3 separate regions of the Sus scrofa genome follow, and regions 1 and 3 are each linked to region 2. A link is a contact called in public HiChIP or PLAC-seq and promoter capture Hi-C data. All regions are on one chromosome and are shown on one strand. Each heading gives the region's core, a stretch centred on a gene start, on an enhancer-like site or on the middle of the called end of the contact. The rest is flanking DNA. Distances are from core to core; before and after follow the strand shown.

Region 1 (3,483 bases), core at 222-2,721, 160 kb after region 2:
CATGACCAAAAAAACAGTAATTTTAAGGGGTTATAGTCACCCATCCTGGTGTACCTTGTCTATATTTTTATTAAGCTTTTGTAGCAGATGTTTATGATGTCCTATGTCACATCCTCTCATCTCACCTAGTTTCACTGTACCTTTGGGAGTCAATTAGTACACATTGCCAGCATCCTTTTTTTTTTTTTTTTTTTTTTGTCTTTTGAGGGCTGCGCTTGCAGCATATGGATGCTCCCAGGCTAGCAGTGGAACTGGAGCTGCAGCTGCCAGCCTGCACCACAGCCACAGCAACGCCAGATCCATGCTACATCTGCAACCTACATTGCAACTCATGGCAATGCTGGATCCTTCAACCCACTGAGCAAGGCCAGGGATCAAACCCACATCCTCATGGATACTGGTCAGATTTTTAACCTGGTAAGCCACAGCAGGACTCCTGCCAGCATCCTTCTAAAGCATAAAGCTCTCTGCTTTCTCTAAGACAATGGAAGGTCACTTAGACCAATTCAGGTGCCTTGAAAGTGCCAGGTAATTAAGATCCCCGAGAGAGATAACATTCATCTAATGGGGGATGCGGGTCAATGGATAAAGGCCAAGTCTCTATCCTCTGGTGGGACACTTCTGATGTGCTTTCTCCATGGTTCTTCAGAGGGTCCCAGCGAGACAGTCTTAGTTGCCCACAGTGGTACCTGGTTCATTAGTACACCCGTGCTGGTTTTTCTCCCCACTCCATCATCTCTGCCTCCTAGGACCATCTCCCAAACAGACTATCTGCATCCATGTCTTTCTCTTCAATTTTGGATTTTGGGGGAAGCCAACCAAGGCGGTGCTTATCACTGCTGTTTGATGGAGAGTTGGTGCTGCAGCTGGCTGCAGGGTAAAACCCTGCCAGTACAAACCAGTAGAGCTTGTTTACAGGCATCTGCTTGGACTGGCTGGCACCCATGTGGTTGGTTGGTGCCTATGCCACCCAGGTCATCTCCAACTAATGAGGTCTACATCAACGCCAGGACATAAATGACTATCCCTGACGTGTCCTTCTTGGCCAATTACAAGGTTCCAGTTCAAGACGTGTGGGTAAGGAATATAAATAGCTTAAGATGATATTCTATTGGACCATGTGCTAAAAGGTCTGTCTACCTAAAATGAGGAGAAAAGGTGATCTAAGGTTACCTTTTTTTTTCCCTTTCAGTTCAGGCTGAGGTCAGGGTTGTTTGTTTGAATTCTGGCAATAACCCTGGGAATTTATTTAGGTGCCAAGGGAAACATGAAGACAGTGGCTCCAGAAAGACTGTGCTGCAAGGCACAGAAGACGGCAGGAGGAAGGGCCTCGCGTTAGACACAACAAATGCCTGGTGTCTTTCCAGGGGGTCAAGCATTCTTTCTCGGCCAACATGGATATAGTTTAACCTATGTGCTAGAAGAGAGATCAGGTGGAAAGCAAAGCCGCAGACGTCAGAAGACTTGGATCAGCTCACTGTGAGCAACTGCCTCCCCCGGAATGCAGCATGCAGCCATTCTCTTATGACATCCTGCCGCCTCCTCCAGGTGCTGGCAGAGCTGAGGATGGGCACTTGGTACACCTGGCAGCTCCCTTATCAGTGTCAGAAAGTACACTCTGAGGCTGCATGTAGGAATTTATTGGGCAGTGTTTTCAGGGACAGTATCTTTTTTTTTTTTTTTTTTTTTTTTTTTGGCCATGGCTTGCAACGCCTTGATATGGAATCTCAATTCCCAGACCAGGAACTGAACTGGGCTGTAGCAGTAAAAGTGCTAAGTCCTAACCACTAAACTGCCAGGGAACTCCCAGGGACAATATCTTTAAGGGGGTATTGGAGAGAGGTTTGGGCTATGATGCTGTCACTGTATAGGCCTCAACTGATCCCACCAGCTCAGGAGCTGGAGTGGTCCTTCAGAGTCATTCTAAATTGAAGCAATTACTCTTTGGACACTGGTACCCCCAGGAAGGGCACATACATCAAGGTACCGGCCAGAGCCTAACACCCCTGGCTGACAATGGGACACTTGTCTTGATTCTGAAGAGGGGATCTTGGTAAACTACCAGACATCTCAGTAGAGCGCCAGGTATGTTGGTAAAGCTCCAGAACGCTGTCCCCTTTGTCACTCAAAGGGCACTCACATCCCACCCCCTTCTTTAGTGACCTTCATCCTTCCCTGGAAATAGGAAGAGTTTCTATTACCTTACAGATGGTGAGGGCTGGCTAAACATAGAAAAAAATTTTGCATTTCAATAAATTACCCTGGCTCCAGTAGATGCAAACTATACATTTATTTATTTATTTTGCTTTTTAGGCTGCATTCGCAGCATGTGGAGGTTCCCAGGCTGAGGGTTCAATCAGAGCTACAGCTGCCAGCCTATACCACAGCCACAGCAATGTGGGACCCAAGCCACATCTGCAAATCTGAGTGATTTCCTCACAGGAGTCCTCATTGAATTGTTTTGTTCTCTTCCTTTTTTTTTTTTTTTTTTTTGTTTTTTATCTTATCTTTTTAGGGCCGTACCCACGGCCTATGGAGGTTCCCAGGCTAGGGTCAAATCAGAGCTATAGCTGCCAGCCTACACCACAGCCACAGCCACATCAGATCCAAGCCACATCTGTGACCTACACCACAGGTCCCAACAACACCAGATCTTTAACCCACTGAGTGGGGCCAGGGATCTATCCCAAGTCCTTATGGATACTAGTTGGATTTGTTACCATTGAGCCACCATAGGAATTCTCCAAGATCCTTAATTTCATCACAACTGCAACAACCCTTTTTTGCTTTCCTTTTTTTTTTTTTTTTTTTTTTTTTTTTAGGGCTGCACCTGCGGCATATGGAAGTTCCCAGGCTCTAATGCAAGCTACAGCTGCTGGCCTATGCCACAGCCACAGCAGACCAGATCTGAGCCATGTCTGCGACCTACACTATAGCTCATGGCAACGTCTGATCCTTAACCCACTGAGTGGGGCCAGGGATAGAACCCACAACCTCATGGTTCCTTGTCAGATTTCTTTCCACTGCACCACGATGGGACCTCCTTTTTTTTTTCTTTTTTGATCATGCCCTCAGGATGGGGAAATTCCTGGGCCAGGGATCAAACCTGAGCCACAGCAGCAGCCAGAGCCACAGTAGGGACAGCACCGAGTCCTTAACCTCTAGGCCACCACTAGAGAACTCCATCCATGTAAGATAATTTACTCAAATTTTCTGGAATTAGGATGTGAACATCTTAGGAGAAGGGACATAACTCAAGTTTACCACACCCTCCATCAACTTCACCATTTAATTCTGGCTCTAATGATAGCAGCTTTCATATGAGCCTTGAAGAGTGAGTTTTAGAGAAAACTCAAAATAGAGCTGGGTATGCAGGTATGTCTGTGCTCTGCCCTATCTCCTCACACTTATCATATCTGGGCTCCAGGCCTGAGTCTCAACTGCCCTCACTTATGATTATCTGCCTGAGGGTTCCTCTGGCTT
Region 2 (3,684 bases), core at 983-3,482:
AAGTTCCATACTTTATTTAGCATGATGAAGTGGTTGTGAAACCATTTCGTCCTGAGATTGCTCAGGAATCTGATTAATTACATCCCTTGTCATTTGCATATCAAAATATCCATGTCTCCAAATGACCATCGTGGTCTTAGTCCAGTATAACTGAGAGGGCGAGGACATGCCCACTGTGGGAGGGATGACAGGCTCAACTTGAAAAGATGGCTAGAACATGGAGTTAGGCAGAGGGGCTGGGCTGTGGCCCATGCGAGGCCAGTAGCCAAGAAGCCAGGACTGGGACATCCCAGTGGTGACTCACCCCAAGCCTGGGTTATCAGTGAGGCCTCATGTAGGGACAGGGATGAGGCCACCAGACCACCTAGGAAGTGGCCCCAGACTGAGTTCCTTCCGCTCTCCCTTCCACTGCTCACTCAACTTTGGAGGGAAGCCCAGAACTTGTGGTGACATCATGGATGACATTGGCTAGATCATGAGGTCAGAACAAAGCCAGTGGGTGTTTACAGCAAACACTCATTCAATGTCAATGTTGGCTTTGAAGGTCATCTTGTTCAAAAAGGCAGTTGATGAAACATCCCATCTTAGGAAAGGAGGGGGCCCTCACTACCCCCAGTGCACCTCAAGTTTACACAGTTCTGTTAGTCACAGACTCTTAAAATCTAGGTGAAATGTGTTTCCTCTGTGGGAACTCACTAAAGGTTTGTGGGGTAAATGAAGGTCTTCCTGGCAGAAGCAGGAGATGGAGACCCTCCTCTGGCTATGAGCGGCAGGAAAGTTGTCCCTGGGCCTTCACATTGGGCCTAAGCACCCCATTCCCCCGTCTCCCCCTCCCTGTTTTAGGAGAACCCAAATGGAACGGCTTCCCCACACACATGGCCTCTGACTGCCTGCAGCCTAGACGCAGGCTCTCGGGGGCGGGGGGACAAGCAGTCTGTCACTCCTGCCCCCCAGGCTGCCTCCCCAGAGCTCGCTCCTTTCTCCAAAGCATCACACTCCCAGTGCTGGGAGGGGACGAAGAGAGAGCCGTGACCTTCATGCACGCGGACAACATGGCGGCTCTGAATGGAAATTGCTCAGCTGTGGAGGGTCTTCCTCGCTGCCCCCAGGAAGTGGGGGGTGTCACTCACTCAGGGCTACAGGGTTGTGGGGGGACCAGTGGGTCCCAGGCTGACTCTGCAGCTCTCTTGGAGCACAGGGCAGCTGGGGCAGCGCATCACGCCAGCCGGCCCTTTGCTTCTCCCCTGTGGTCTCCTGGGGGCCCGGCCACATGGGCAGCTCCCCAAGGGCAGCGAAGCTCTGCTCCCAGTCTTATCCAGGTCTTGGGCAGACCCCTGTGGGCAGGGCTTTCCATGTAGCAACAAAGACCAAGTGCCAAGTGGCTTTTTTTTTTTTTTTTTTTTTTTTCCTTTTTAGGGCCAAACTCCTGGCATATGAAGATTCCCAGGCTAGGGGTCCAGTCAGAGCTGGGCATTCAGAGGCATGGGGGGACCTTCGCCTGACCCCACCAACAGGGGACAAGCTTGGGCCATTTTTATTTATTCATCCATGTATCACTTGGGGCCTAGTGAGTGCCAAGCTCTGAGCCAGGTGTTGGGGGTAAATTTGTCCTTATGAAGATAGGGGTGCTAGGCACAGAATCTTGTCCCCCACAGTGTGATGGTGGGTTGAAGACCTGCCCTTCAGTGTGATGGTGTTTGGAGACATGACCTTGGGAAGCAAGTAAATTTAGATGAGGTCATGAGCATAAGATGCTCTCGATGGCTCAGTGCCCCTATAAGAAGGGGAAGGGAGAGTTCTCGTCATGGCTCAGCGGTAACGCACTGGACTAGTATCCACGAGGATGTGCGTTCCATCCCTGGCCTTGCCCAGTGGGTTAAGGATCTGACGTTGCCAAGAGCTGTGGGGTAGGTCACAGATGCGGCTCAGATCCCTTGTTGCTGTGGCTGTGTTGCAGGCTGGCAGCTGCAGCTCCAATTAGACCCCTAGCCTGGGAACCTCCATATGCCACAAGGGCGGCCCTAAAAAGACAAAAATGCGGCGGGGAGGAGGCTGGTTCTCTCCCCCAGTGCACACACCAGGGAGAGGCCACGTGAGGACCCAGGAAGGAGGCCGTCTGCAAGCCAGGACATGGGGACTGACTGCTAGCACCCAGACGATCTTGGACCTCCAGCCTCCAGAACTGTGAGCAATCATTTCCTGTTATCTCTGCCACCTCAGTCTGTGTGTTTTGTCATGGCAGCCCAAGCGGACTAAGACAAAGGGCATGTAAATCAGAAGTATAAAGCAATGTGCCAAGTGCTGTAAGTGGGGTGACGATGTGAGAAAGTTCCAGCTAAACCCCTGCTCTTCTGCAAGCTGCTCAGTGCCCTGGAGCAGGGACCTAGCTGGGCCTGGAAGGTCAGGCCACAGGGTGCAGTTTCTGGCTGCCCAGAAACTGGGCGGGGGTGCAGGGGGAATGGCAGGGGAACTTCGTGTGTCCTTTTGGTCAGGCTCAAATACTGATCATTCTTGGCACCAGCTACACTTTCGTTGGCACAGATGGCAGTCTGGCTAGACAAATCGTTTGGTTTGATTTAAGGGAACTGGTCTGGATAATATAAAGGTGAGACCAACTCAAGGCTGTTGTTCTTAGAGGGTGAAGAAGGGGGTCTCTCCACTTTTCTGCAGGGTGTGCTGGCCCCAGGAATGGCCTGGCATTAGCAAACAGGGATTGGAGCCTGAGTAACCTTATGGCCTGGTGCTCACCCCTGGGGTTCTCTAAGGCACGCGGCAGACAGATCTCCAGGGTGAGTGAGGACTCTGAATTCTCTACTCGACATCCTGCTCAGTTCTAGACCAGTATATCCAGCTGCTCATGGGGACTCTCCCCTTGACTGGGCTCAGACCCTTCAGACAAGACAGGCCCCAAGGGGAGCTCACTATACGGCCTCATGGCAGCACAGGGCAGCATTGTCCACGCAGTTGCTCAGGACAGAAGCCTGGGAGTCACGACCCACACCTCCCTTCCCTCACCCCATGCGGTCACACACAGTCCTGCGGGTCCCGTTGCTCAGTATCTCCGGATCTGAACCTCCCCTCCGCCCCCCATCACTCTGGCCGGCATTGGTGCTGAAGACTCCGCACTTCGCTCCTGGCTGGCCAGTCTCTTTTCTGGACAGTGCGAGTAATAGTGGTACCTGCCTCACTAGGTGGCTGTGATGAATAAAACACTTAATAAACATAAAGCAACAGGGAGCCGTTCCGGTTGTGGCACAGAGGAAATGAATCTGACTAGTATTCATGAGGATGCAGTTTTGATCCCTGGCCTTGCTCAGTGGGACTGACGGCTGTAGCTCTGATTCCACCCCCTAGCCTGGGAACATCCATATGCAGCCCTAAAAAGCCTAAATAAATTGGAGTTCCCATGGTGGCATGGCAGAAACGCATCTGACTAGGAACCATGTGGTTGAAGGTTCAATCCCTGGCCTCACTCAATGGGTTAAGGATGCAGCGTTGCCGTGAGCTGTAGTGCAGCTGTAGTGCAGCTGTAGTGCAGCTGTGGTGCAGCTGTGGTGCAGATGCAGCTCAGCTCCCGCGTTGCTGTGGCTGTGGTGTAAGCCGGCAGCTGTAGCTCCAATTAGACCCCTACCCTTGGAGCCTCCATATGCTGCAAGTGTGGTCCTAAAAAAAAAAAAAAAAAGC
Region 3 (3,874 bases), core at 1,195-3,694, 220 kb after region 2:
GTGAGTTGTGGTGTAGGTCACAGATGTTGCTTGGATCCCAGGTTGCTGTGGCTGTGGTGTAGGCTGGTGGCTACAGCTCCGATTCAACCCTTAGCCTGGGAACCTCCATATGCCGTGGGTGCAGCCATAAAAAGACAAAAAAAAAGTAGGTATCACATCATGGCGCTATTTGTTTGCAAACTGGACTCCTTTCATTTCATATCACTATTGACCCCTTCTGCTGATGGCTGATTTCAAGGCAGTTTTGTAGGCAGACAGGATATTTGGATGTCATTCACTGACCTGTTTGTTCCCTTCCAGAAGCCTCCAGAGCAGTGTTGGGTAATATGAGGGCAGAAGGAGGAGCCACAGATGTCTGCAGCAGAGGTGTTTGCTGAAACATGGGGCTTGGTTGGCTAATGTGGCACATGTGCAAAGACAGGATGTTCTTGCTTTGGGAACCTTGGTCACTTCACTCCTTTCAGAAGCAATCAGCTGATGTCTTGGCTCATTCTCTGCCTGAGTGAATGTCCACAACAACATGTGACTGGTTGTCCTCAAACAAGAAGGATCTGGCCAGGTCTCTCTGTCGATTTGTTTTTATACCTCCTATCTTTGGTCTTTGCCTAAATTAGGTGGTAGCTTGGGTTGCAGTTTGGAGGCTCTTCAAACACAGAAAGCTGGGAGGTCTTGGAGTTGGGTTCATCCTAGGTTGGTACTTTCTAGATGGGTTTTGGGGTGAGTTACTCCACTTCTGTCTGTATTTGGGACTGACTCTAAGTGAGGGTAATAATTAGGATTACCTGTAGATGAAGCTTTTAGCACAACATCTGGCATCCAGTAAGCACTCAATAAATGTTAACTACTCGTATTATTATTATTCATGTTATTCTGAAATTGCTTTTGTCATTCAGACATACATCTTTCAAGTTCTGACTGTCATTTTAAGATTTGGATAGTATTCCATAATTTGGAATACTGCCTCCTCCCAAACCTGTTCCTTCTCCTGTCTGCTTTAATGCAGTTGATGATGCAACCCAGTCACCAAAGCTGCCACTCTTTGTTGACTCTTGGTACCTCTTTAGCCCCTTGATCCATGTAGGTATTAAGTTTGACTCTTATTTCTGTTCCTAAATAAATATAACAAGATTTATTGCTGGAGTTCCCTGGTGGCCTAGTGGTTAAGGATCTGACATTGTCACTGGTGTAGCTAGGGTTACTACTGTATCGCGGGTTTTATCCCTGGCTGGAGAGATTGTGCATGCCATGCCCCATGCACTCACCCCTCCCCTTCTACAAAAGAAAAAGAAAAAAAGATTTACTGATGACAACTCATGAGACAGAGTAGCAGAGTGTCCAAGATCTCCCCAGACCCATAATTATTTTACAGAGACGTGGGCAGGGCTGGATGCCCTGCTAAGAGCCCTCCAGTAGAGAACCCAGCACCCACAGGTAGATATCAACCAGGGAGGGTAAACAACTAATTTTTTTTTTTTTTTTTTTTTTTGTCTTTTTAGAGCTGCTGCAGCATATGGAGCTCCCAAGCTAGGGATCGAATCGGAGCTGCAGCTGCCAGCTCATGCCACAGCCACAGCAACACCAGATCTGAGCCACATTTGTGACCTACACCATAGCTCACGGCAACACCAGATCCTTAACCCACTGAGCGAGGCCAGGGATTGAACCCGCATCCTCGTGGATACTAGTCGGGTTCACTATTGCTCAGCCAAAACAGGGACTCCAGGAATACCTTTTTTTGTTTGTTTTTTGTTTTTTTGCCTTTTCTAGGGCTGCTTCTGTGGCATATGGAGGTTCCCAGGTCTAATCGGAGCTGTTGCTGCCAGCCTGTGCCAGAACCACAGCAACACAAGACCCAAGCCGCGTCTGCAACCTACACCACAGCTCACGGCAACGCCGGATCCTTAACCCACTGAGCAAGGCCTGGGATCGAACCCGCAACCTCATGGTTCCTAGTGGGAGTTGTTAACCACTGCGCCACGACGGGAACTCCCTAATTTTTAACAAGAAGTGTCCCAATGCTGAACCCATAAGCCACCTTCAAGGTCTCCAGAGTTCAGCTAGAGAGTGTGTGTATCCAAGTTCATGATCACACCCCGGCCCTGCTGCCCTTCCCAGAGCTGGCAGAGGCCCCATGACCATCCATCCAAAACCACAGGGTTTGTCCTTCCCCAGTCACCCAGTGTGTAAACTGTCCTTGCTTCTCTCACTTTCAACTCCTGACACCCCATGCCACTTGTCGTTGCCCAAGCTGATTCTTCTGGGGCTCATGCTGCCCCCCCCAACCCCCACCATGGCCCAGCCTGCCCCATGTGTGGGGACACCTTCCTGCAAAAAGCCTACCTCCTCCTCTCCATCTTACCATCGTGTTAACACTGTCCCTATGTTTGGGATCGTCCCTGTGTAACTCGAAGGAGGCCTCTGTCACATTCACCTTTGCTCCCCAGTCCCAGTGTGTCAGCAATTGAAGGCCACAGAAGGAAATGCAAATCACCTGTAATCTCACTACCCAGAAATTAAACCACTGAATTAATTGCCACTGAAATTAATCTGGGATATACCCTCCAGACTTTTTTTTTATCTTTTTGTCGTTTTAGGGCCACACCCACGACATATGGAGATTCCAGGCTAGGGGTCTAATGGAGCTGTTGCTGCCAGCCTGTGCCAGAACCACAGCAACGCAAGACCCAAGCCGCGTCTGCAACCTACACCACAGCTCACAGCAACGCCGGATCCTTAACCCATTGAGCAAGGCCAGGGATGGAACCCGCAACCTCATGGTTCCTAGTCGGATTTGTTTCCACTGAGGCACAACAGGAATGCCTACCCTCCAGACTTTTTTTTTGTTTTATCACTACAGGTCTGTATATATTTCATACACACATCCCACACAGAGTATTTTACTTTATGAAATCTGGATCAGACCCTACCTATGGTTTAAAAATGTTGTCCCATTTAAAATGTGGGGTGTTCCCCTTTTCATTAGCTATTCATACAGTCCTTGGATTATAGTGCCATGCAGTAGTTCATCCTTATCAGATAGGCGGCTCATCTTCCAGCTGAAGTTATTCATGGTTTCTTTCTGTGCTGTGAGTATTTGTTTCTCTTGATGAAGAAACAGGATAAGCAAATACTGGGTCTAAAGTGAAGACCAGGAGGACCATTAATGACAGGAAAGTAAATTATTCTGGTTCTCCTGTTATTGGGGCTTTGAGGTGCTTTGAGCCATGACTGTGCTGGGGGTTCCTCTTAGGCGATGCCTTCTGTATTGAATTGTTCTCTTTTGCCATGGCAGGGCGATGGCCACCCAGGATGCCACCCCAGTAGCCAGTGGGAGGGAAGCAATGCTTTGGACCTGCCATCCGCTTGTGACATAAGGGATTACGTGTTGCAGAGACCCAGCCAGGAGGCCAGCAGCGAGGCTTTCAGTTCTGAGGAAGCCCTTTCATTTCCTTGCTCTTCTGATGTGGATCCAGGTAAGAAGCAGAGTTTAAAACAAACACAAAAATCCTAACATAGGCAGGTATGGGATCCTTTGTTTCTCTTGTCCAATGGCTGGGTCCACTGTCTTGGGAAGAAAAACATCTTCTGTAAGCAAAACCGTTGGAAGAGACTTCAAAGGCAGCCTCCCTGGTGTAACTGCGACAGGGAGCTGTTTCCTGGAGGCCCTTTTGTCTGAGTCCCTTTCTGATCTCTGTCCAGAATTCATTCAGACACAGGCAACACTTGGTTCAATAGGGAATGAGTGGAATTGTTTTTCGGTTTTGTTCTTTGAAAACTTCAGAAGAGAGCCACGTGGGCTTGCCCTGTGTCATAGCTAACAGCACTAGGGATGTTAGTCTTCCTCTTATGAAGCCTGGTCTGGATTTGGGGAACA

What was found. Promoter capture Hi-C pulls out the DNA fragments that hold promoters and counts their contacts. HiChIP or PLAC-seq counts read pairs in DNA pulled down with a chosen protein or histone mark.
Region 1: a promoter capture Hi-C map of liver shows a contact between it and region 2, with 4 times the contacts expected there. The contact joins two enhancer-like sites. A contact is called at or near these places in 1 of 5 promoter capture datasets (liver), 2 of 47 Hi-C or Micro-C datasets (epiblast stem cells and liver) and 1 of 2 datasets of contacts at active chromatin or transcription factors (alveolar macrophages).
Region 3: a contact with region 2 is called in an H3K27ac HiChIP or PLAC-seq map of alveolar macrophages. The contact joins two enhancer-like sites. A contact is called at or near these places in 2 of 47 Hi-C or Micro-C datasets (embryonic fibroblasts and liver) and 2 of 2 datasets of contacts at active chromatin or transcription factors (alveolar macrophages and skeletal muscle).

Annotation. Positions count from the first base shown.
Region 1 is chr17:14,562,085-14,565,567 of Sscrofa11.1, forward strand. No RefSeq gene overlaps it. Among named protein-coding and RNA genes, the nearest start is that of C17H20orf196, 47 kb to the right of the region's middle. Within about 2 kb of position 1,472, at least 5 of the 83 cell types and tissues checked have an H3K27ac peak or open chromatin away from gene starts, as enhancers often do. A contact at or near this core is called in liver, where this site is marked.
Region 2 is chr17:14,399,484-14,403,167 of Sscrofa11.1, forward strand. No RefSeq gene overlaps it. Among named protein-coding and RNA genes, the nearest start is that of GPCPD1, 75 kb to the right of the region's middle. Within about 2 kb of position 2,233, at least 4 of the 83 cell types and tissues checked have an H3K27ac peak or open chromatin away from gene starts, as enhancers often do. A contact at or near this core is called in alveolar macrophages and liver, where this site is marked.
Region 3 is chr17:14,616,092-14,619,965 of Sscrofa11.1, forward strand. It overlaps C17H20orf196, which reads left to right. Exons shown (of 3, transcript XM_021078198.1): 2 at 3,293-3,473. Among named protein-coding and RNA genes, the nearest start is that of C17H20orf196, 7.3 kb to the left of the region's middle. Within about 2 kb of position 2,445, at least 11 of the 83 cell types and tissues checked have an H3K27ac peak or open chromatin away from gene starts, as enhancers often do. A contact at or near this core is called in alveolar macrophages and liver, where this site is marked.